Regions from separate parts of the Mus musculus genome. Here all the other regions are linked to region 1. Evidence: chromatin contacts called from public Hi-C data. All regions are on one chromosome and are shown on one strand. The core of a region is the stretch at or near the end of the contact, and the rest is flanking DNA. Distances in the headings are between cores, read along the strand shown.

The links. Hi-C and Micro-C count contacts between places; a contact is called where the count stands out from the background.
Region 2: a contact with region 1 is called in a Hi-C map of the N1E-115 cell line, with 5 times the contacts expected there. The contact joins two enhancer-like sites. A contact is called at or near these places in 4 of 484 Hi-C or Micro-C datasets (MC3T3-E1-derived osteoblasts, the N1E-115 cell line, cerebral cortex and 1 more).
Region 3: a contact with region 1 is called in a Hi-C map of the N1E-115 cell line, with 4 times the contacts expected there. The contact joins two enhancer-like sites. A contact is called at or near these places in 3 of 15 datasets of contacts at CTCF or cohesin (the NIH/3T3 cell line, large pre-B cells and pro-B cells), 2 of 484 Hi-C or Micro-C datasets (the N1E-115 cell line and liver) and 2 of 115 datasets of contacts at active chromatin or transcription factors (bone marrow-derived dendritic cells and large pre-B cells).
Region 4: a contact with region 1 is called in a Hi-C map of the N1E-115 cell line, with 3 times the contacts expected there. The contact joins two enhancer-like sites. A contact is called at or near these places in 2 of 15 datasets of contacts at CTCF or cohesin (large pre-B cells and pro-B cells), 5 of 484 Hi-C or Micro-C datasets (the CH12 cell line, the N1E-115 cell line, liver and 2 more) and 1 of 9 other capture datasets (embryonic stem cells).

The regions. Positions count from the first base shown.
Region 1 is chr19:58,057,259-58,063,475 of GRCm38.p6, forward strand. The region is part of intron 28 of Atrnl1 (attractin like 1); the gene reads left to right. Among named protein-coding and RNA genes, the nearest start is that of Mir5623, 9.2 kb to the left of the region's middle. Within about 2 kb of position 3,678, at least 63 of the 459 cell types and tissues checked have an H3K27ac peak or open chromatin away from gene starts, as enhancers often do. A contact at or near this core is called in the N1E-115 cell line and muscle stem cells, where this site is marked.
Region 2 is chr19:57,823,175-57,829,391 of GRCm38.p6, forward strand. All of the region lies in intron 26 of Atrnl1 (attractin like 1), which reads left to right. Among named protein-coding and RNA genes, the nearest start is that of Gm52385, 100 kb to the right of the region's middle. Within about 2 kb of position 2,252, at least 50 of the 459 cell types and tissues checked have an H3K27ac peak or open chromatin away from gene starts, as enhancers often do. A contact at or near this core is called in the N1E-115 cell line and muscle stem cells, where this site is marked.
Region 3 is chr19:58,240,751-58,246,967 of GRCm38.p6, forward strand. The region is part of intron 9 of Gfra1 (glial cell line derived neurotrophic factor family receptor alpha 1); the gene reads right to left. Among named protein-coding and RNA genes, the nearest start is that of Gm41875, 11 kb to the left of the region's middle. Within about 2 kb of position 3,546, at least 21 of the 459 cell types and tissues checked have an H3K27ac peak or open chromatin away from gene starts, as enhancers often do. A contact at or near this core is called in the N1E-115 cell line, where this site is marked.
Region 4 is chr19:58,222,370-58,228,586 of GRCm38.p6, forward strand. No RefSeq gene overlaps it. Among named protein-coding and RNA genes, the nearest start is that of Gm41875, 7.0 kb to the right of the region's middle. Within about 2 kb of position 3,747, at least 9 of the 459 cell types and tissues checked have an H3K27ac peak or open chromatin away from gene starts, as enhancers often do. A contact at or near this core is called in the N1E-115 cell line, where this site is marked.

The DNA of each region.
Region 1 (6,217 bases), core at 2,428-4,927:
AAACGTCGCCACTAGACAAAACAACAATAGTAATTGTTAAGGGCACAACCACTGCTGGAATATAAAACCGTACAAAATATGTTTAGTGGACATTTGTGTAGGCTCGAAGCATTCTTCAGCAAGACCCGTGTTAGCAGCAAAGGGAAAAGCTGTCAGGTGTCTACTAGAGAAACCTGCAAAATGACCTTACCCAAAGGATCCCAGTTAACATGACAATAGTAAGACACACATGGTGTGCCATCTAACTACAGCTCTGCCCAATTCCTGTTAAGTGCATAACCAGTGTAACCGGGGGGGGGGGGGGGGACCGAAAATACAAAATGATGAACATCTAGTAAAAACAATATTTAAAACCTGTGATCAGAACTTTGCAAACGTGCCTTAGAGGGTAAGGTCTGATCATGTGTGGAATGCCTGGTGGTGGAAACCTGGGGAAGCTGGTTGGAAGGAAAGGCTGGAGAGCTCTCCCCATGCTTCTGGAAATTTTGTGTCTGAGATTGTCTCAAAGTAAAGCGTGAAGGGTATTTTCTCATGCCTCTTCTCAACTGGGCGCACTTCAAAATTGGTCTGCAGGTTAGGGGAATGTACTTATTTTCTCACAGAAATCATGGATGTTCTGTTACATGGTTCCTGGGTCAGCCCTCAAAAGCTTACTTAGCCTAGAACTCTGTGTGCATTTATCTGTGTTTATCGGCCAGTCCTGCCGTGTCCTAGAACATAAGCAATAATCCATCATGGCTGTGTTCCTAAGAGGAAGTTGCCCCAACCGGAAGCTGAAGGGGTTTCTTTTTTTTCTTTTTTCTTTTTTTCTTTTTTATTGGATATTTTCTTTATTTACATTTCAAATGTTAATCCCTTTCCCAGTTTCCCTCCCTCCTGGAAACACCCTATCACATCCTCCCTCCCCCTGCTTCTATGAAGGAGTTCCTCCACCCACCCACACACTCACATCTCCCTGCCCCTGATTCCCCTACACTGCAGCATCTACTGAGCCTCCTAGGACCTCTCCTCCCACTGATGCCTGACAAGGCCATCCTCTGCTACATATATAGCTGGAGCCATGTGTACTCCTTGGTTGGTGGCTTAGTCCCTGGGAGCTCTGGGGGTGTGGAGGGGTCTGGATGATTGATATTGTTGTTCTTCCTTTGGGGTTGTAAACCCCTTCAGCTCCCTCAGTCCTTTCTTTAACTCCTCCATTGGGGACCCCACACTCAGTGCAGTGGGTGGCTGTGAGTATCCAACTCTGTATTTGTAAGGCTCTGGCAGGGCCTCTCAGGAGACAGCTATAATCAGTCTCCTTTCAGCAAGCGTTTCTTACCATCCACAATAGTGTTGGAATTTGGTGACTGTATCTGGGATGAATCCCCAGGTGGGACAGTCTCTGGATGGCCTTTCCTTCAGTCTCTGCTCTGCACTTTGTCTCCATATTTGCTCCTGTGAGTGTTTTGTTCCTACTTCTAGGAATGACCGAAGCATCCACACTTTGGTCTTCCTTCTTCTTGAGCTTCATATGGTCTGTGAATTGTACCTTGGGTATTTGGAGCTTTTGGGTTAATATATACTTATCAGTGAGTGCATACCATGTGTGTTCTTTTGTGATTGGGATGCCCCACTCAGGATGATATTTTGTAGGTCCATTTATTTGCCCAAGAATTTCATGAATTCATCATTTTTAATAGCTGATAGTATTCCATTGTGTAAATGTACCATTTATGAAGGGGTTTCTTTACTGGCTCTCTGGTGCCTCTGCTGTCTGGTCCTCTAAAGTTTGTATCCTGCTTCTTCTACTGAATTGTTAGAATGTAACTATTTTTTTTTTTTTGATGACTAGTTCTACCTTGCATCTTTAAGTCATTTTGGATAGATAAATCAGAAAGTATAAGGTTAAGTATCCTAAAAAGCTTAACTCTTCTCACGGAATCATGATACGCTTACAAAGTAGGGCCATATTTTTGTTGGATTTATTTTGATAGTGTTTAAAATAAATTAAGTGTGCCCAGACCATGCTATGTCACTATGACACTCTTTCTTTCTGGGTATCTATAAATACTGCAGATCTGAGCACAGGGCACTGCTATAAGGACGGGCCTTCGATTGAACACCGTTTCTGTTGGGACTGGCTTGATGTGGTGTGAGTGTCCATGTGGGCAAGGACTCTCACACGAAGACCAGGACCACAAACAAACTGTGCCCATCATGAGTGCTTACTGTGAGATGGCTGAACAACTGTTCCCCATTCTCCTCTCACTGAGCCTCACAGCAGCAGCCCTGCAAGGTAGCTGTGTGTTGATTAGGAACACGGAGGTGCAAAATCTTACCTGCAGTTACCAACCACACAACAGAAGAAACCCCAGTCTGAAGCCTTCTTGCTTTGTCTCTTTCTCTAAAGTTTATGGCTGCAGTCACTGTCCTCTAATGCGTTCCTGACCAGGAAGTAGTAAATAGACCAGAGAACTGAGGGAGAAAAAGGCGCTTACAGGAAATACACAAGGCTTGCGTCTAATCTGCTCTGTTTCAGGATTTAAAATGACAGAGCAAAATGGAAAGCCAGCAGGGATTTTTAAACATGACTCAGAGATCAAACATGACTCCTTTTTGTCCCAGAACACTTCACACTCGAACCCCAGGCTTCACTGCTGCTGGTGCGCGTCCAGACTCAGTCCTGTAATTGGTCAATTTACATCGTGTTTGTCGCCAGCAGATTAGGAAGGCACAGGTGTCAGATCTAGGAAATCCGCAGAATCTCAGCCTTGTTGAGACTAATTGGTCCAAACGATAAAATGTTAATTAGAAAATAAATCTAAACCTTTATTTTTGTAACTTTGATTGGTGTCCCTCTTTCTTAAATCCCTATGTATTCACAAGGTTAAAAAAAAATTTCTTTCCTCTAGAAACTATGAGTGTTAAATGTGAGAATTACCAAGACTTTTCATTGAAAACATCAGCCAGTTTATTAAAATGTATTCAGTTGCTGCAGATCCTTAAAATCATGGTTCACATCTATCTATACCATCTTTAACGGGAGAGAGCGGTGGGAGACAGCATCAAAGCCTCCTTGCGGGAGGAAGCCCAGAACCCCGGATGTGTTCCCCGTGGGGGGGGGGGGGGCGCTCTTTCTTCTCTTGCAAGGACAGCAACATTAGCACAACAGCATCAGACAAAGGAGAGTTCGTCTTGTTCATACCCCTAGCTTGTGCAGCTTCCTTCTCCACAGGCTTGAGAATACCCCTGTTCTCACAGTAATAAGTCCCAGGTCTTAATTTCCTTTCAGTATTTGGAGTCGCCACTATGCTATAGGATTTTCGGTGCTAGAATGTTTGCACTGGATTGGTAGCTGTCCCTCAAGGCTGCTGCCTTGGGAGGTTATATACACTTGAGTCATTAGTATTTGGAGACCGAGGATGACTCTAGACCCATTGAGTTTTTCTCAGCCAAATACCTGGTACTCAGCACTCTACCTTACAGCCAGCTCTCATCTGACTTCGGTAGCCTTTCCCTGTTTCCCTATTAAAGTTCGCCTGCTGAGGTGACCACTGATAACCAGTGATGACCACATCTGTTAATGTGACACTTGATGAGCCCTTACTTCATTAGAAGTCAGTCTGCTACACTCTGTCTCTCTGACTAAGCTGTGGGCAGCACAGAAGAAGCAGGAGCCGTCTCGCGTTACCACAGCAGTGCCTGTCAATCAGACCCTCGGGGCTTTGAGAAGGGAATGAATGACTGTGTCTAACTTTACACGTGCAGAAGAAGAAGCCTGGAGGCCGGGGAAAGGCTGCAGTGATTTGCACAAGCACTTATGAGACAAACATCCTGCCTAGCTCTAGCCTAGAGGACTTTAGGTCACACAATGGCGTGACTGTCAGCCGGGGTAATTTACATAAAAGCAGTCACGGAGACGATCTGATTCTCTGCCCGTCTGTAGTTGGCTGGGATTCCAGACGTCTAAGGAAAAGAGCTAGGAGCTACTGTCAGTGAGAAATGTGTCCTTGTGTGTGTGGCCATGAGCACATGTGTGCACATGCATGTAGTGGGGAGGCTGCGAAGGAAGGCTACGTTTCTCTTCTGCACACTGCCACATACCTCAGGCTATCACCGTAGGAACCTGCCCGCTTTCCTGGAAGCTCATGGATATTTATACGTTATTGGTTGAATTTATGATGAAAACTTAATGTATAATTTCTCTAACATTTTTTGGAAAAAATAAATGAAACAAACGTCTTACAGCCTGGAAATATCCACCAAAAAAGTCCTATTTCTTTCCAGGATTTCAGATATATTTAGGTTTCTTTTATGTAAGTGGCATCATTTTTAATGAAGTCCTATATTCTTCATTTTCAACAAATGTTACATAACGACTCATTAAAATTTCTTCAGAAAAAAATTCAAAAACATAATTTTAATGACTGTATAATATTGCATTTTATGGATGTATCATAAATGTCTTAATTATTTCTTCTTCTTAGATATTTATGCTCTTTCCAGGCCTTTTGTTATAAATAATGCTGTGATGAGTCCCCGAATAAAACTTTCTCTTCCTCTCAGACTATTTACTTAGGCCACATCTCTAGCTCTGAAGTTAGCTCATATGTACACACGGTACATTGCTAGGTTTTCAATACATATTGCTAAGCTACATTTCAGGAAATATTTTTTCACAATTTATTTGCTAGCTAAGGCGTTGTGAATGTCATGGAAGACAGACATAAGGTGTAGCCACAGCCCCTTTCCGTGAAACTGAAACTGTGGGACAGAAGGGTATGGTCCTTCTGCAATCCAGGAGCAGATCACAAGGGCCTAACTGCAGGCCGGTGAACTCCGCAGGCCAGCCGCCTGGCAGAGGCTTAGATAAGAGGGCAGAACAGCAGTCACCTGACAGAAAGACCAGGCCACACTTCAGCACACAGGGGACCTGGTAGCAACATCTTCCAACACGTATCAAGTGCCTTTGAAATGTGCAGTTTACCTATCAGGTGGTACCCAAGCATTCTGAGAGAGACCACTGGCTACCGGACACCCACCTTCTTGGTGCATTGCTTCCTTATGTCCCCCCACCCCGGATCACTTGAGTAACTGTACTCCAGGGCACAGACCATCACCCTTGTGTTCACTGTGACCCGGCCAGCCCATCTGATTTGATTACTGATCCTATCGTGGATATCTTTATACATGAGTCAAGCTTTTATGTAAGACAGTAAAATATTAAAATGCTTAAAAGCATAGACTCTGGAGCCAGGCTGTCTGAGCTCAGTTCCTAGCTCTGCCATTTCGTAACTGCAGGGTCTTAGGCAGGTTCCTAAGTCTCTCTGGTGTTGTCTTCTCATCTACAGAGTGGATAACAATAGTGATTCTCTTTAGACTTGCCATTCGGATGTGCTACGACTTACGTCAGGTCTGTAGTGAGTACTGTATAAGAATGCCCTGCTATTTCTTTTGAAGTTACTAAAAATTAGATTCAACGGAGGAGGGAGCATCCGGGGGTGAGAGTGCCACAAAGCACCTGCTGGAGCTTTGGGGATAAAAAGAAATTTGTTCTGACCTGACTGGGTTCTCTAGAACAGTTTAGTTATGTCATAGAAAAGTGTGTGTGTGTGTGTGTGTGTGTGTGTGTGTGTGTGTGTGTGTTCTGGGCCTTCTAGAAATATATGAAAGTAATATCTTCTACTGAAGATGAGGACCATGGCATTTCTATTCCTTCAGAAATGCCCCTAACATTAGGAAAGAAGTGGCTTGCTTAGCCACCAATATTAAAAGAAATCTAATACTGCATTCTGGCCATAGTGAGAAGCTTCCTACGTTAACACTTAAAACCATAGAACCTTCCCATAAATCACAGCCCAGAAACAAGGGTGGCCACCCACTGAAGGGTCATTTACCTTCTAAGCACCTCTTAAGCCTTCAGCCTTTGTCCTGGGTTCACCTAGACAAGTCTCCCCTGGAGGGTGAGGTTGTTGGTGCGCATCCAGAATTTAGCCTTTCTGGTGACAGACATCACATTCTACCGAATGTTCCTAACAAATAGTTTGGTGACTTGGACACCAAGAAGCTATCTGAACAAACAGGAAACACTTGACCGGCAGAAGTGGCCTTGGACCTCAGTGTCTGTAAAGTCTAGGCTTTTTTTGTGGATAAATGAAATTCATAATCTTCCAAGGGGCTTTAATTGAATATTTGGAAGTCTGTATGAAAATAATCAACTAAGTCAGAGTAAACACAG
Region 2 (6,217 bases), core at 1,002-3,501, 240 kb before region 1:
TGGGAAAGTTGAGGCCCACTGCTGTAGAGGCTCAGCATTCCTTCATCTGGAGCACATTTCACTGTGTTCCTTTATGTTGGGTCTCTGGTCCTGTAGAATTATGTATATGTTTAACCAGGCCAACATGTCTGGTGCCTCTCCAATCTTTGTGTTTGCCCAGAGCTGTTCCCTCAGTGGCCCCCAGGAGACCGCTGTGCTTCATGGCCTCTCAAAGAAAGACTGAAATGAGTTTTTTTGAGATACATCTGGGAAAGCTTGCATAGTTCAATATCTGTCTTGATTTCTTCTGTTCTCGTGGAGAAGATGAGTGTTAGATTTGATTTTCACTTCCTCAGTAAAGATGGGGAGAAGTTCTATGTTAAATGCCTTCAGGCTCATTCAGGATGACACACCCTCTTTGGGAACAACCCTGGAAGAATGCCCCCATTGAATGTTATTTATTTGCTCTCTAGAGTCCTCTTTGCCTTCAAAGCACGGTGACTTAACACCCAGTACCGTCAAGGATGAACACGAAGCTTGGAATCTTATATTTGTCATAGAAACCATTCATTTCTGAGAGGAAATGCTGGGCATTCCAGCTGTGCAGGGGGCACCCTTTCCAGCTGTGCTGTTGGCAGCCTTTCCAGCTGTGCTGTTGGCAACCTTTCCAGCTGTGCTGTTGGCACCCTTTCCAGCTGTGCTGTTGGCACCCTTTCCAGCTGTGCTGTTGGCACCCTTTCCAGTTTTGCTGGGGGTACCCTTTGCTGCTGTGCAGGGGGCACCCTTTCCAGCTGTGCTGTTGGCACCCTTTCCAGCTGTGCTGTTGGCACCCTCTCCAGCTGTGCTGGGGGCACCCTTTCCACACTTTTGAGCTGTGCTGTTTGCACGTGAGCTTGGTCTTCCTGTCTGCTTAGATTTTTTATTTGCCCAGGGTACACTCTTGTCAGTTGGTCCCTGGCTTTCTCTAAGAGGGAATTGGTCTCTCTGTAGGTAGATGCTTGTCAAGTGTGTGGAGTAGAGAGAGAAATAAGTCTGAAACCTCGTGCTCCATCATCTTACAGACCTTCCTAACATATTAGTGTTAAAACTAAGAGAAGTGATTACCTACATCTGAAGCATTTTCTATGTAGGATATTTGCCTGCTAAGGAAGTTATGACTATTATTCCAGCTATTGTAAATCAATCACTAGTGTTTTAGGGAAGTACTAATAAAATAATAATTATGGGGGAACATATCTCTATGAGTTGTCATGGTATTGGGAAACATGATTAATTTACAATAAAATTAAAATATATTATAACATTAAAATGCATGTGAAGATTAATGCATTTATAATATAAAAATCCATTAACTAATTTATGCCAATAATATCAAGTGATTGTGTAAATTGTCACTACTCATATAAAATTGGAGACATTTTAAATAATGTCTATTTAAATAACTATTTAAAAATCAATTACACTTGAGTGGTAATGTTGGTCAGAAAGTCTTGAGCACATTTCCCAAGGACTTGCTGGATCAATGTGGGCAGCATCCTGTTTATTCACAGTGCTTTGTAATTATATTGTTGCTTTGCCATTGGATTCTCATTTGTTTAATGAGAAAACATATTGGATTGACTATATTTCATTATCTGATCCTCGGACAGTAATTGTGTAAGAGTGCCAGGCCTCACAAGCTGGCCTTAGTTTCTCATCACGCAGAAATCACTCTCAAATGTTTTTAGAAATGCACACACCATTTCCTGCCTTCCTTTATTATTTCTGTTAGGGCCTTGACTCTGCAGCCAGACTTAAGGCTGTGATTTCAGATGTAATGTTGAACAAAGACTTAGCAATAGGCATTGTGTTTTGTTTTATCTGTGAATGTTTAGAATTAAAATTCTCTCTATGTATGATATATATATATATATATATATATATATATATATATATGTGTGTGTGTGTGTGTGTGTGTGTGTGTGTGTATGAATAAAAAAAAGCAGTGTCACATTAGTCGCTGGTAGCATCAGAAGCAGTTGACCTTTTAAATGAAAGGTCTAGAGCTCGAGGTCTTCAACTGTCTTATCTGGCAGCCACCCTGGGAACAGGCCATCTCCAATGCTGCCATTTGCCCTGTTCTTTGGGAAATTGAATTACATCTGACACAGCTTGGGCTGCGGCCTTGTGAGATTTAATGGAGATGTTTATTCTGGCATCCTGAGACTGAGCTCCATCCCTTACAACCCTCTGTGCCCCAAATGACTCAGTACAAAGTCCCATTAGTCAGATTGAAAGTTTGACTCCGCCAGCCTTAAGTGTAAGTCTGAATTGTCAGGAATCTGATTGCTAAGTGCTTGTAGTCATTTCTTGCCGTAGTCATTTCTTGCTTCTTGTCATTTCTTTAACACAAACCTTAAACCCCAAGTGCTCCTTTCAGACGGAGGAGGAGCTGGCTTCCCAAGGACACACATCCTAAGCAGAGCCCAGGCTCCTTTCCGCCCATGAATCATGCTGCTGTTCTTCTCGACAAACAGCAGGCTTGTGTCTTCAGCCTCCCCTATTTTTATCTTCATCTTGAACAGATTTCTGCTTTAAACATTGGCTTTGCATGCTTTCACCTCTACTGCTGTAGCAGCGCCTCCTCTGGTGGATATATAATATGAGTCTGCTTGTGCTTTCCATTTTTTTTTTTGTCCTAAATTCATCATTTGTCAAATCAGTCCATAATTTAGGAAGAGAATATGCTGTTCCGTGGGAGCAGGGCGTGGGGGCAGCTGAGTCTGCAGGATAGTACAGCCCACTGCAGTCTGCCTTAGCATAGACTGCTCACCTTCTCCACTGCACCTGTACAAAACATAGCCACAGCCCAGCCTGAAGGGGGAGCAAGTGAGAAGGGCACAGCGGCCCGCGCATGTGCGTGTGTGTCACCAACTCAAGAATGACAGATGTTTCTATAAGTAGGCAGTGAGCTTCTCTGGCTCTGGGCTCTGAACTTCAGGAAAGTTTTGTTTCCATATTGTACATGGGTATTTTTAGAGGTATGTGGGGGGGGGCTTTGTAGAATCTGTTTTTATTGAAGTCTAGGTATTATGTCTGAAACGGTGATGTGTTCTAGATGACAGTGTAGTTGTTAACTTAAAAATACAGATAAATGGACAGACAGACAGACACAAATCTTGCACTGTCAAGAATTTGAGATCTGTATTGTTCTGAGACAGTTTACAGATTTCTGTCACTTCTCTGGACCCAGCTCCCTTCAGGATGAGACAGTGAGATACAGCTGATCAAACCACAGCAGGGCTCTGTGTGTGTGTGTGTGTGGGGGGGGGGTTGTAGATGATAAAGAGTGGCTTTCACAGTGCTGTTCCTCCACTCTGGGTCTTGAGAGCAGTGTTCTTGCTTTGGGATGTAAGCACAGAGTGTTTGAGGAGAACAAGACACTTGTCTCTTATCAACACGTTGGAACAAAAGACTGACTGAGGTGTCTAAGCTGCCTTGACAATTTCTGCCCTTAACTTTCAGCATTTACTTGTCATTCAATAATCGTCTGAAATTGCCAGCATTTTGTCAGAAAGTCCTGACCATGCAGAGCTATTGAGGCAGTGTTCTCTCCTGACAGAGAGAAGCTCTCCCCCAGATCTTCTGCCTATACAGTTATTTTTCGCTTACTGTCTTCGCAACTGCCTCTTGAAATGGAATTCATGCCCTTTACCCTACACCTGTTTCAAGTGTGCAGTTAATGGTGTTCGGGATGTTCACAGAGGTCTACAGCTCCACACCTATCACCACAGTTGAGGATGTGTTCGGCAAAGGAAGCCCCAGTCCCTCGGCCATCCCGCTCATGGCCGTGCTGGTACCCACCCAAGTTCTAGTCTCTCCCACCTGTCTCTACAGTCACCTCTCCAGACATTGCCTTTGCTCAAGTCCTGCACCACGTGGGCATTTTTTGGCTCACATCTTTCACTTGGCACATTGTTATTAGACGCGTTCTCACGACCGGCCAGGAAGAACACCACAGACCAGAATCTTCTGCGGCAAAGCTTTATTCTTACATCTTCAGGAACAGAGTGCAAGAAGCAAGAGAGCAAGAAGCAAGAGAGAGAGAAAAGCAAGAGAGCGAAAAAGCAAGAGAGAGAGAAAACGAAACCCCGTCCCTCTTAAGGAGCATTCTCCTTCGCCTCGGACGTGTCACTCCTTGATTGGCTGCAGCCCATCGGCCGAGTTGACGTCACGGGGAAGGCAGAGCACAAGTAGTCATAAGATACCCTTGGCACATGCGCAGATTATTTGTTTACCACTTAGAACACAGCTGTCAGCGCCATCTTGTAACGGCGAATGTGGGCGCGGCTCCCAACATCTCCCCCTATCCTTTTAATAAGAGCAAATAGGCCACCCATATTAATGAGAGTGGAGATAGAGGTCAAATCCCCAGTGTGTAGGTAAAGGAGCCATGTACAGGATTAGCTCTTAGGCTTACAGGCTTTTACCCAGAGCAACCCTGACCTGCTCCCGTGTCGTTTTGCCTGGGGGAAGGGAACTAGGACACTGAACCTTCATGAAAGATGACATGTCTCCCTAGAATAGGCTCATATATGCCGCAGAGCCTTTCCATTGCAGTGCTTAGCCTTGCAACTCTCTCGGGCTGCTGAAGCACACTCACTCCATCCCGTGCAATGAGTCTAGCCTCGTGAGATGTAAGAGCTGAGTGGCCAGCGACCTATTGCCTAAGCATAGATATATCAGGGGAAGCTCCATGTTCTAGTCCTGCAAGCGCCTGGGCAATAACCACCTTGTCTCTCCTAGTTTAGGCCTTAAGCTTACAGACCAATCAAAGAAGCAACACTAATCCACAGCAAAGTGTATCTCCAAATAATATTAATCCCACCCATTTTTTAAAGAAGGAAAATGCTGAGGAGATCCAATTGGGTAATCCTTTGGTCAGCGACAGGTCCAAGCGCGTGGAGTTGACCTGAAGTCTCAATTCCCGAAGGATCTGTTCAAATTCAGCCGTCCAATTCTGTAACATATACTGAAAAAGACTTTTTGACAAATTAGCTGTCCTAGTAAATTTAACATACTGAATGGAAGTAACACACAATCCCGGAAACTTTTGTTTACATCCCAGCTGAGTTATTTGTCATAATACATCTAGTTGTATCTGGACAAGATCTATGAGTTGATTAACCAGCATGAGACCTCTCTGTATCTTGACATTAGCTGAGGCCTGTTCGTCTATGACTGTAGTCACTGAGGCTGACAAAGTGTTAATGGTGTCAGTCGTCTGGACCTGTCCAGACAGAGCCAAGGCTGTCTGAATCAAGGCTAAACCCAGTTCCTAGTTAGTGGTAAAAAAGCAGGAGAATACTTGAGCATTATACATCACCATCATTGGGAGTGGAAATGTCGACATTATCCCCCAACGCTGCTCTCTTTTTATTATTGACGCCCTGGACATCACCAAGACGAGGGACATTAGTATTCCCTTGGTCAGTCTGGATTTTTCGGGTGAGTCTTTCTGGTAACCAAAATGGGTTGTCTTCATTCTGTGGGAAAACACAGATAGCTCCCCTGGATCTTATCAAAATAGGATCCGGGCCATACCATTTATTATCAAGGACATTTTTCCATTTAACCATCTCATTGGGCCTATCTGGCTCTGAACAATGACGTTCAGCCGCAGTATGGCCATGAGCATCAATATTTAAAAAATTGAGTGTAAAGAGTGCCATAGACACCGACACTCTTGGTGCTCGGGGTACAGTCTCCTCAAAAGTTCCCCTCTTCTGTTTTATAAGATAGGTTTTGAGGGTGCGATGCGCACGCTCAACAATACCCTGTCCTTGAGGGTTGTATGGAAGTCCAGTCAGGTGGGTCACGTCCATCTGACGGCAGAACTGTTGGAATTTTTGAGACGTATAAGCTGGTCCATTATCAGTCTTAAGGAGTCTGGGTTTCCCCCAAGCACTCCATGCCTCAAGACAATGTTGAATCACATGTGAGGCTTTTTCTCCGGTTAACGGAGAGGCAAACATGATGCCAGAACATGTGTCAATGGACACATGGAGATATTGAAGTTTTCCAAAGGAAGAAACATGTGTAACATCCATTTGCCAGACCTGTAGAGGTCGAATACCGCGTGGGTTAATTCCCACATGAGGAACTGGCAAGAACTCACAGCAGCTTTGACATTGAGTAACAATGTCACGGGCTTCTTTTCTTGTCAAGGAGAAACGACTGCGTAATGTTTCAGCCGTCA
Region 3 (6,217 bases), core at 2,296-4,795, 180 kb after region 1:
TAAGGGTATGTTCTATGGGGGTGTGGTGAGGTATGGGGGAAGAGGATGTCTCAGCGGGCCCATGCCAAGGCATCCCTTTCCCCTGAGGGACCAGCCACATGACGGTATAGCATAAACTAGAGTTTATTTAGGGCATGGGGAGGGGAAGTTAAGAGAGTAGTAGAGACAGAGAGAAAGGCAGAGAGAAGGAGAGAGGAGAGAAGTAGAGGCTGGCCATGACCATGTGGAAAGAGGGGAGAAGGGAATGGGGAGGAGGAGCAAGAGGCAAGGGAGAAAATCAGGAGTAAGAGAGCCCCTTTTATAGTGGGCCAGGCCTAACTGGTTGTTGCCAGGTAACTGTGGGGAGGAGCAAACCTGGCTGTTGCCAGGTAACTGTGGGGGTGGAGCCCAGACAGAATACCAACACTGTCCTCCCGAAAATCCACACAAGACCACTTCCCATGACGCCCACCCTCAACCCTAACAGTAGCCTTTGACACCAATGGGGAGCTTGTTTATCAGGAGGGCAAGCCCTGGCAAACAGTCATCACCTTTGCATTGACGGGATACCTGAGCGACCAGCTCTAAGGGCATGACATTCATTAGCAGGCTGCCTATGAGCCACTGTGACTCATGGAAGATATTCGAGGCTAAAACGACAGCAGGCTCACCGGAGGAGTAATTTGTTGACCATAATGCTACTGGGAAAGCATCATAATCTTTACCTATATTTGCATATGCCAGCAGTGAATATGAAGTAGAAACCTTTAAGCAGGCTTCGGGAACAAGACACTGTGAAGCATCCCCGGCTGCTCAAAGGTCACTAAATGTTATGTATAAGAAGATCAGAGGGGAAATTGGAAGCGGAATTACACTTACTCAAAAGCCTACTTTTAATCTATAATAATAGGAAGCCCCGATCCGCTGCTCCGCTACCTGCGGAGAATAATGTGTAGAGCACCACGTTTTATTCCTAGTCAAGTCTGGAATTGTGCCCAGACACCCAAATGGCCCTGTATCATTCCACTCTGCCCTTTCTTCACTAGGCCTTGAGCTACAAAAACAAAATCCCCACCGAGGGACTATGCATAGCTAAGTAATCCATTCACTGACTGGTTTGGGGATGCAGAAGGACCTCTGTGCCATGATACAGTGTGGCCTTAAGCTTTTTATTTTATTTATTTATTTTTTTGTAGTGTGGTCACAGGAAAGCAGCAGCACCTCAGGGGACCGTTGCAGCCCCCAAGAGTTCACAGCTGGGTGCCTGACTCTCCCCGTCACCTGACAAGCACCAGTGAGCCTGGGATTTGCTCAGTGCACTTGTTTGGTTCCGTCACTGAATCCCTGTCACCACAGAACCTGGTACAGCTCGAGGAGACTGTTCCCCTGGTTAAATAATTACGATGGGACTTCCAGTAGCTAACCAGAAAGGGCTGCTGTCTTCCCAGGTGTCCTCATGGTTTCCCATTCATATGGCTAGACTTCTATGGCCCATCACTGAGGACCCACACTAAATAAAATGTTTCTAAACTCTCCAGGAGGTCAACACGTCCACACCTAAACTGCCAGCTCAAGAATGGATGCAGTGATTATTTACTGGCTCTGGAAAATACACTCAGAGCATCCCCAAGGTTGTATCACCTGGGGGCTTCTGTTCCCCAAACAGCATCGTATGAACCTCTAACAGTTAACCTGTAGCCTGTAGGGCCATCCTGGTGGGCATAACTACACAAAATGCCGAATCCAAGTGAGAATATGCTGCCCAACTTAAAGAGGTTTCCCATGGTAGCCTTCCCAGTGCCCACACTAAGAGGCCTGGCTTTCCACAGGCCAGGGCAAATCTATAAATCCCGCTTTCAGAATACACTTAGCAAGCTTCCTATAGACAAAACTGGTACTGTGGATGTCACCAGGAGTGTGAATAGGGTGAACACAGACGTCTTGCAGGATCTACCCGAATCCAGCAGGGGACAATGTAAAGTGTGTGGCCCTGAGTAATAAAAATCAAAGGACTGTACACAGATGGGAGATGTTTTAAATCCCTGACTGAGAAGATACAGGCCAAAGGGTCCATGCAGCTCCTGGAATTAGCTACAGATCAAGTGTGATCAGCAGGCAGAGGAGCAGAAGGAGGCTCATAGGTGTGAACGGTGGCTGGCTTCGAGCTTAGGAATCTTGTATTCAGCATGAGTCCCAGTGACCTCTAAGGATCAGAAACATGCTACTACAGACCCAGAGCCTCCTGGAGAAAATCTGGGTCTTAAAGCCCGTTCTACAAGCCCCAGGAACAACCTGTTATTTCTGCTTGGTTGATTTTCATCCTGAATGTTTTTTAAAAGGTCATTAAACAATCAGTCTTGCTATCAGTTATGATAAATTCAAATGTAAAGTGGCAGGGAATCACACATCTCAACAACTGTTGAGTGATTGCCGAGTACTTATACACACAAACACACACACACAAACACACACACACAAACACACACACACACCAAATATCATACACACATAGATACACACAGACACCCCCACTCACACATACACACCATACTCATATATATATACAACCACCACACTCACACAGACACCCCCACTCTCATACACACATATAACACACACAGACACACCACACACACACCACACATATACACACCAAATACCACACACAGACACACATATACCACACATACACACACCAAATACCACACACACACAGGGACACCCCCACTCACATATACACACAGCACACACACACAGCATACACACACACATACACACATCCAACACTCACACAGACTCACATACACACACACCACACATACACCACACACAGCATGCACACAAACATTCACACATCACACATACAACACACACACACAGCACACACACAAACATGTACACATCACACACACAGACATAGACACACATACATACACACCACACCACACCCACACACCCACACACCCACACACCACCTCCTGAGACTTGATACAGAGTAAACTAAACTCAAAAGTTGAAAAGCAGCTGTCATCAGCAAAGTATAAACTGGTAAAGCCAAGGTCCAAAAAGATAAGCTGGCACAGCATGTGAGGGTCTGCTGTGGTTCCCTGCTCCCTGATAACGATGTCACACAGTCACCTGACTCAGAGCTCCAGCAGCCCACACCTACATGGACACTGCCCTAGCATTCTCTGGCTTTAATACAGGATGGGTCTCTAAAGACAGGACAAAAAGGGAAGTCTAATCTGTTTCTGTAATAGTTAATTTCAACAACTGTTGCAGTAGGCTGAAAAAAATGAAGAATTATTTAATGTCCTTTATGAAAGTGTGTTTCCTATCGGTTAGTTCCTGGTCCTGTGGTTTGGTCAAAGACTCCTGACTCTGCTTTGTGTGAAATGTCACCATCAAGATGCAGTACCTGGCGGTTTTCAGCTCAAGGGTTAAGAAAGGCAAGTGGATGCCTTCCCTACAGTCTAGAAAAACCACAGCCCAAAAGCTTGCCCTTTAGAGTCTCCATAGGCTTTGTCCCTCCAGCAGCTGTTACACAACTGCCCCTGGTGCTAATCAACAAGTCCAGGCTTGTCACATAATAGAATTTCCAGGGCTCTGTAATTGGGAGGCCAGACCTCACCAGACCCTGGCACCAGAGGGTTAATAAATGCATTAGACGCTGTTAACCTCTGGTACCTGGAGTCAGAGTGGCCTCTCTGCCTTTTTTCCCTGGCCATCAGAATTTGCAAAGCCAGTCTTGGTGCCAATAGCACTCTAGTGCAGAACACATGGACACACACGTAATTTATAGCTGGCAGCGGAGTCCCCACCGGCTTCTGCCCACAGTAGGCTCTACAGGACTTTGGGGACAGCTCAGGTTTGTGAGCAGCGTGCCTGGCCTGTTTATGGAATTGGAGACTTAAAAGTATGCCCGTGCAGAGCCTGGCCTTTGCTGCCCCAGGACTCCATCTCTGTGGAGAAGCCAGTGTTTAATCTCGGGTTTTTAGGCAGCTGTCAGCCAGCAGGGCATGGAACATTTCTCTGTTCTCCTCCATGCGGGAGAAAAAGCCGTCAGTCCGTTCTCTGCTCTGACTCCAGGAAATAAAACCAGAAGAAGCTCGCAGTCCAATAGCAACAGACTGTCCAGGCTACAGGCAAATGGTCATAATTAATGTGCTCTGGCTCCTTTCTCCCCTGCTTTACTGATTACAGAGATCTGCTATATTAGGAACCTGTTTGCTTAATGACAGAATACAAGCAATAAACAGAGAAGCACACAGGCTGTAAAACACAATCAACTCTGCTCTCACTAAGTACCTGGCTGTATCTATCACACTTGTCAATACCAGCTCATTAGCATAGGAGCCTCTTCTGCCACATCAATGGGACTCTGGCTGGGGGAAGCCATATCAAGAGGTCTTTCTGAAGTACTGGAGACAAGTTTAAATGAGCATGCTTGACTTTCTCTTGGGAGAACAAATGGACAGAGAAGGGTGTGCACCTAATCCCAAGAGAAACTGAGCAGGCTAAGTTGCTACGCAGACCCCATTTCTCGACTGGTTACTTACTCACCTGACGATGTACATTTATAGTTAGTACTTGTTACGTAACGAGTCTACTGTGCACTTGATCTGCATCTGCCCAAATGAACTTCTGCAGGTAAAGAGAAAACAGGAAAGCAGCAGCCCTGGGAGAGTCCCTGCTAGGTTGTGAGCTACTGTGCTCTCAAGCCTTTCACTCTGCAGCTTTTTGACTCTGAAGTTTTGGGATTTTTTTTTCTTCTGAATTTTGGGAGAACTGGAGAGGTTTTTATTGCCAATCTGGTCACAAGCAGTTGGCCAGCCTTTCTAACATCTCTCTCACTGTCTCCTTTGAAACTCACCTTCACTACAAACTTGGTAGCAACTGCATGCAGCCACTGGCCTGAATAATTCGCAGTAATGTCAGCTTTGCAAAACAAGCGAACCCATAAATAAGGCCTGCTCAGAGCCTCTGTGCCTGGCCGTTTGTCTTTTGGAGCCTGTGCTTAGCAGGGAAGGGACCCATTTCCTTCCAGCTTCTTCCAGGAAGAAGGAAGGGACTGGGAAGTGAGCCTGGTGCACCAGGAGCGTCCTTTGAAAGGGTTAACTATGGTCACACTTATCCTTCCTACCATGGAGACTGCACAGTTCACATTGACCTCCTGTCCCAGAACACATTTCAGAGTTGCCTGAGCCTTAGCCAAAGGCTCTCATTGTGAGAAGCACTCAGAAGGCCTGGGAAATGGTTCTCACCCATTACTGGTTCCCAAAGACCCAGGACAGACTCCTGAAGACCCAGAGCAGCAGGCTTTGTCAGATGCACAAGCCAAGCTTGGTCATAAGGCTGGGTGCCGAACGTCAATGGAGGTGACTTCCTTACCCGGAGCAGATCTGCCTCAGACCTATTATACTGTGTTTAGACGAGGCTTCCAACAATGAGTCCCGGTGAAGTAAAAGGAAGTTGGACTTGTACAGTGTACCATACAGCCTTAAAGCTGACAGGGAAACAAGGTCTGAAGTCTGGAGGGTCTGAGGTTCTGATGCCAGCCTAAGTCAGAGTTCACCTGTGCTCCTGCTACAGCTGAAGACAAACTCTCATCCTTGACCAGAGAGGAGAGAAAGGGGAAGCTCACTCATGACAGGTGTATCCAACTCTGTTAAAACCTAAGTGCTGGGGCTGGAGGGCTGTCTCAGCAGCTAAAAGAATGTACCGATCTCACTAAGGACCTGAGTTCTGTTCCCAGAACCCACACACAATGGCCTGTAACTCAACCCTGGAAAATCTACCACCCTTGGTCTGGCCTCAGCAGGTACCCATACGAAACAAGGGCACCTCCTTTTTCTTGTATAAGACAAATCCACTGAACAGAATTCTCTGGCTTCTGTTTAACACAAGCCACAATGAACCAGGAGCTACAAGACCCGTAGTTTAGTTTTCTTTTTCTGTTTTATTCATTTACTCTTAAGAGCCAGGATCTCATGTAGCCCAAGATGGCTTCAAACTTGCTCAGTAGTTAAGGATGATTTCGAACCTCTGGTCCTCCTGCCTCTAGCTCTCAAGAGCTGGGATTACAGGTGTAAGACACCATACCTGGGTAACACCACAATGGAGGTGGAGCACAGGGCTTCCTGCGTGCTAGGCAAGCATTCTACCAACCCTACCAAACAAGCCACATTCCCAGCCTCCAGTTTCAGTTGCTTTAAAATGGGGGAGCGTTTGATACCCA
Region 4 (6,217 bases), core at 2,497-4,996, 170 kb after region 1:
AACCCCCAGTATCTTCACACAGCCATGCTGGCTAGACTGCTCTCTTCAGCACATCTAGCCCACTTCCATCTTGGCCTGGCTGTGCCCTGACCTAAAGTTGTTCCTTTCCTGCTTCAAGGGCCTCTTAAGCAAACAAACAAACCTCCAACAAAAAGAACCTACTTGGACTTTAAGTATGAGCACATTCTAAAAGAGACGTCCTCTGGTCACCCAGATAACAACCAGAGCACCCATGTGTTTCAGTGATAGATGCCATGTGTGTCTGTGGTACTGGTTCCATGACAGAAGCTGATTATCTGTGTCACCTCACCTCATCCTCAGAGCCAACCAGATAAGGTACCAGTGACATAGGTGCCGTTAGCATTCATATTTCATGTATGTTATCTTTTGACAGGTGACATGTGTCATTGTCACATCCTCATGCTTAGTTGCCATTGTGAACACTCCTCCCGTTACTGTGTAGTTTCAGTGAGAAGGCAGACCTGTCTCTGTTATTCTCAACTGTACCCAGCACTCATAAGGATGCCTGGAATAGGGCAAGCATTAAAGTCTGCAGGGAAGGCCAGAGGAGGATAGTGGGAAGGGACAATGACGTCAGTGTAGGCAAAGAGTTCAAAGAGATGATGGGGTCTTCCTCGGAGGCTGGGCATACTGGAAGCTGAGTGAGACCGTGCAGTGGGGGAGGGGGTGATGTGCTCCGTGGGTTTAGGGTGCCAGCTGAAGGTGGGAGCTGGGATAGATGAGTTCTCTGGAGGAGGAGACAGATTAGCAGAGGGCAGAGAATGGGATCTGACTGTTCTTGTGAAGGACTTGGGCAAATCTGAGTAAATCCCTTTAAAATATCACCCACAAATTGTGTATCAAAAGGACAATGTCTCACTCTCCGCAGAGCAAATTAAGAAAAGAAGAGTCCAAGTGCATACCCTGGTTTCTATAGACCCAGAGATTATGAATTTAATTCCACGGGTTTCCTTGAGAATCTAATCCTTTTGTGGCCTGGACAAATGACACGGCTTACCAGAGCCAAGATAACCCAAGGTACGGCATCTAAGGCCAGCCAGGCTCCCCACACCTGAAGCCTGATGCTCCTTTTTGCTCCTGAGGCTTTGCCAAGTTACTTCACATGAGTCTGTTTCCTCGTCAGCAAAGCTGAGAGAGGTCTGTCTGCTCTCCCCCACCCCCGGGTGGCTACCGAGATTTATTGTGGTACCTGCATTTGTGTAAGCCATTAGTGGAAGAGGGCACCCTGGAGAAATAATCTTTGGCTCCAATTGGGAAAAGATGGAAGCCAATCAGGGACCTAAAACGGAAGTGGGTTTCACGGTGGGAGCTGTGGACAGACCTGTAGGATCTAGACAGCACCTGGTCAATAGGACTTGATGTCTGCGTGCGAGGTTTACTGCAGAAGGGAAGCTGGATACGAGGACTCCTTGTGCAGACAGTGATCCTACTGAGAGGTGGCAATACACTGTGAGTTGCTCCAGCCCCCACACCCTGGTTTAGGACATTTTAGTGTCCTCTGGAGGAACCACTAGCCCAGCCCTCTATTGCTTTTGTTCAGCTATCAGACTAGAGCAAACAGCTGTCACCTAAAGCCATTGCTGGCATCCCTGGGCTGCGCATCTGACACGGGCAATCTCTTAAATTATAGTGGAGAGTATTTCAAAGGACACTTAATATTCTGTAAAAAAAAAAATTGCCTTTAAAACTCCCCCGAATATATTCAAGTATGTAGATGTGTTCTGCAGAAGTGGATGGCGCATTGTGCATTAAAATACCTTGCAATTTTGGAGTTGGGAGAGGTCATGAAAGCAAGTCAGGAAATCAAAGGAGGTCCCAGTGTTGAAGGGAGGGCTGAGAGATGCTGGGCTGAAGGAAACTGTGTCTGCTGTCGGCCAACAAAGGTATGCAGGGCCTTCCTCTGCATATACAGAAAGAGGATTATCAGGAGCATCACACTGGCTGGTAGGAGGGGCCAGAAACAGCTTGGGTGTGAAGATGTTGTGCAAAATGAATTCCTTTCCCTTAGGAGACATCACCTGAGAGCCCCGGGAGAGAAGGGATCACAAACCAGCTGTCAGAGCATGCTTCTTTCCTCTTACAGTAATGGGCAGTCACGGAAGGCCACAGGCCACAGCCGGGATCCTCTTTCAAGGGAAGGAAAACAGGGCTGAGGTGAGGGCTGTGTGGATAATGTTTTTTGGGGGGAACTCTCCAGGAGGAGTCAAATTCTCCTACAACTGCAGATAAAACTCACTTTCCATCACCATTGGTATAGTATGCTTCCTGCATGTCTTCCAAAGACCTACATGTTGAAGGACTGACTGACCCAGACACTGGTGCTATAGGGAGGAGGTGCAAGCTTTGACAAGTGGGGCCTAGTAAGGAGGTTGAGGTCTTTGGAGGTGTTCCCTTGCAGGGGATTGTGGGATCCGGTCATTTCCTCCTTGTCTGTTTATGTCCCATTGTGAGGTAGATGGTTTTGCCAAGATTTCCTCCAGTGATGGACTTCCAAAATCATGAGCCCAGTCAATCAATCAATCAGTCAGTCAATCACCAATCCATCAATCTTTCTCTCTTATACTCTCTTATATGTATATTTACATGGATGTATGTATGTATTTATGTATGTTTGGTTGCATATATATATGGTCGAACATATGTATATATATGCATGGTTGCATGGGTATATGGTTGTGTGTATGTATGTATGGTTGTATGGTTGTGTGTATGTATGTATGGTTGTACGTATGTATGTATGTATGGTGTATGGGTGCATGGTTGTATGTATGGGTAAATATTTGTAGAGTTATATGGTTATAAGTATTTATTTATGGTTGTATGTGTTTATGTATATATGTATGTATGGTTATATAAGTGTGTATATATGTGTATATGATTATATTGTGTATATGTGTATGTATGTATGTTTGTATGATTGTGTGTATGTATGTATGTATGGTGTATGGGTGTATGATTGTATGGTTGTATGTATGTATGGGTATGTGGTTTTATGTATGTATGGGTATATAGTGTATGTGTATATAGTTGTATTATGTAAGTGTATATGTATTATGTATGTGTGTTGGTGTAGATGATGCAGATATAGATGATGTAGACATTTGAACACACACATGTAGAAGTCAGGTCAAATTTGAGTGTCATTCCTCAGATTCCAGTTACCTTATCTTTTTACATTTTAATTTATTTTATTTTCTGAGACAGAGTCTCTCACTGGGATCTGGGGTTGATCAATTTGGCTGTCCACCTAGCACCTAGGATGTGCACGGTGGTTTCCCCTCTCCCTAGCATTGGGATTGAAGTGTATAACACCAGCCTTAGCATTTCAATGTGGGCTCTGGGGTCTAATTCACGTCTTCATGTTTGCAAGGAATGTATTGACTGAGCCATCTCCTCAGCCCCAACTCTTCCTCCAAAGCCTTTTGAGAGACTTTAAAGAATTTTGTACATGTATAATAATGGGACCGGCTCATACTGACCCTCCAGTTCATTCATCACATTCATTTGTTGAGTGTGTGCCAGGGGTGTGCACACCACATGCATGTATGTAGACCAGAGGACTTTTTCTCTTTTTAAGATGGCTTCTCCCAGAAATTTGCTACAGTAATGGGAAGCTGACCTCGGTCTGCACACTTTGGACATTCTAGTTCTGAGGCAACGAGGCAAACAGAGCTGCACTGATGGGGTGGGGCTTCTCAGAGGGGAGAATGCTGCCCCTTTCAAAGTTGTCCAAATGTGGAGCAGGATTGGCAGAGCATGCTAATGCTAGGGCCAGGCAGGGACAAGTCTTCCCTAAGGCAGCTCCTTGCAAAGGATCGGAAACACAAGCCATGTCTGCCTCACCTCTCTCATGTGCCACTAAGTCAGTGAGGATCCAGAGGCAAGTGATGTATGGGGATGGCTGTAGGGGCACCTGCGATGGCCCTCAATACCTCAGAGCTGAGCCTTGCACTTGCGCAGTTACAGTGTAACGGGTCAGCTCTGCTTCTTTGAGTGCAGTTTGTGGGCAAAGTGGCTCTTTAAAAACACTTTAGCTGTCTTTTGTCGCTTGGTTTAAATGTGTGCATTGCAGCTACTTTAATTGGTTCCACGTCTGGAATGAGGGACCGGAATGGAAGCGTGGCTCTCTCTCGGGGGAGCAGTCCTGACACTCCGATGGCTTGTCATATTTCTTTTTAAATCTGCTATTCTTCTCCTCCAGACGAGGGAGGTGATCTAATTATCTTCTGAGACAAGCTCACACCACAGTCTAACCAACTTGGGCTATTCTCAAGCCGTAGCACCAAGTGTGGGAGGAGGAGACTGCAGTGTGTGGAGAAACTGTGTGTTCTCATGACCTTTCCTGATCAGCAGCCAGGAGACTATCTCGCCACAAGGCCTGAGTCCACAGCTACCATAGTTTACCTGGGTGCTGGCCTTGGACAAAGGTTAAAAAAAAATTCCATCCCTCCTTGGTGATGTGGCTTTGCACCAACTCTGCCTTCTCTGAGAGGCAGTTTCTTCCATTACAAATTGAAAATAGATTCTATCTTGAAGCTGTGGTTGCAGTGAGAGCTGATATAATCTAAGGCATGCAGCCTGTCCATCTTGTGTCTGGTGCATGTGAACTCTTGATAGCTAGCAGCTGCTCTTCAGGAGCCCCCCAGGAACATATCTTCAGGGCTGGTTATATCCTGCCAAGAGCTAACCCAACCTCTCTTGGACTGGGAAAGCCCTGCCTGGAGCTGACTCACCCGAGTATCCAGCCACTGGGTGAGGGATTTTTATAACTCTGCCATGCACACAGCACACACCAGGTGCCTGGAGGTGTTTCTTCCCAAAATTGAGGCAATTAATCTTGCAGGCGGTGCTGTAGGGATGCTGCGGGTTGCTTCCTGGGATGTGTGGCTGCAAGAGGGAACTTTAGCCTCCAGAGAGCTTTGAGGCAGAGGGGGTCATCACCTCTTCTTTTTGTAAAGTAGGACTTGGAAGCTGAGATAGTGGCAGGCAGGATACAGCCTGGGTTTCCTCTGCATCTTATTCTCCAAAGCAAAAGTAATAAAAATATGTGGACATAATAAAAACTACTTAGGTAATAATGCCTCTCTCACGTATTGATATCTATCACTGTGTCTACTATTTATTTATGATCTTTTTTTATTTCTATGTACTTATCTATCAATGTTTTCTCTTTGTTATATTCTGTCATCTACCCATTGGTCATGTATTCATATCTGTATCCTGTAGCTATAATGTACGCACAATCTCTTGCCTGCTTGTCAGCTCTTGTCATCTGATTTTCTGTCATCTGTCATCACTTTTTACATTCGTTAGTATAAGCATTATTTATTACATTTATGAGTATACAAATAGGAGCGTCGTTTCCGCTTCCCCACGCTTTTGCTTTTGACGTGGCTGTTACAGAAGCTTACCTTTTCAGTCTGTTTACAGCTACCTTTCAAAAACATTTGTGGAAGTTAATGAGCTGCTGGGGACTCCGACATTATCTTCCTCAGTAGTATAGCCAAGGGGAAACTGGCCAGGCTCTGGTGAACACCTCCCCCATTCATGCTCATGCAAGCAACCCTAAGTAAATTCAGCAGACCATGAAAATATCAACAAAATAAGAAGCAGGGGAGGGGCTGGCTGGAAAGAGGATGTTAGGGGCGGGGGGGATCAGACAATAAGGGCAACGGAGTGAATCTGATCAAAATACTTTGGATACGTGTATGAAATTGTCAAAAACTTTAATAATAATAATAAAAGTAACAAAACGAGTGTGTAGCGTTACCTTTTCCGATCTTTTCAGGTTATTTGACCCACTACATCATCTTGTGGTAGGACGATAGGAAATACTTCTGCATGGATTTTGGCACACTGCAGAGGAAATTGGGATGGACTCCTTCCAGTGGGATTGTGGCTCCCAGGGGTGTGATTTTAAATTAGGACACTTCCAGAGGGGAGTTTCCGAGGGGCCGTGAGGCTGAACTGCCCGGTGGTTAAGAGCACACGGCAGGGTCATGAAGACCAGAGCTCATATCCCAGCAGCCATACAGCAAGTATGTTGTCTTGGCAGAGGTCTGCAGCTCCAGATTCAAGGGATATGACACCCTCCTCCGGGCCCGTGTGCATGGGAACATCCATGGGCACGTACGTTTTTGCATACACACATTTTAAAAATTCCTAAAGAAAAAAGATACCATTACTATATTTATGT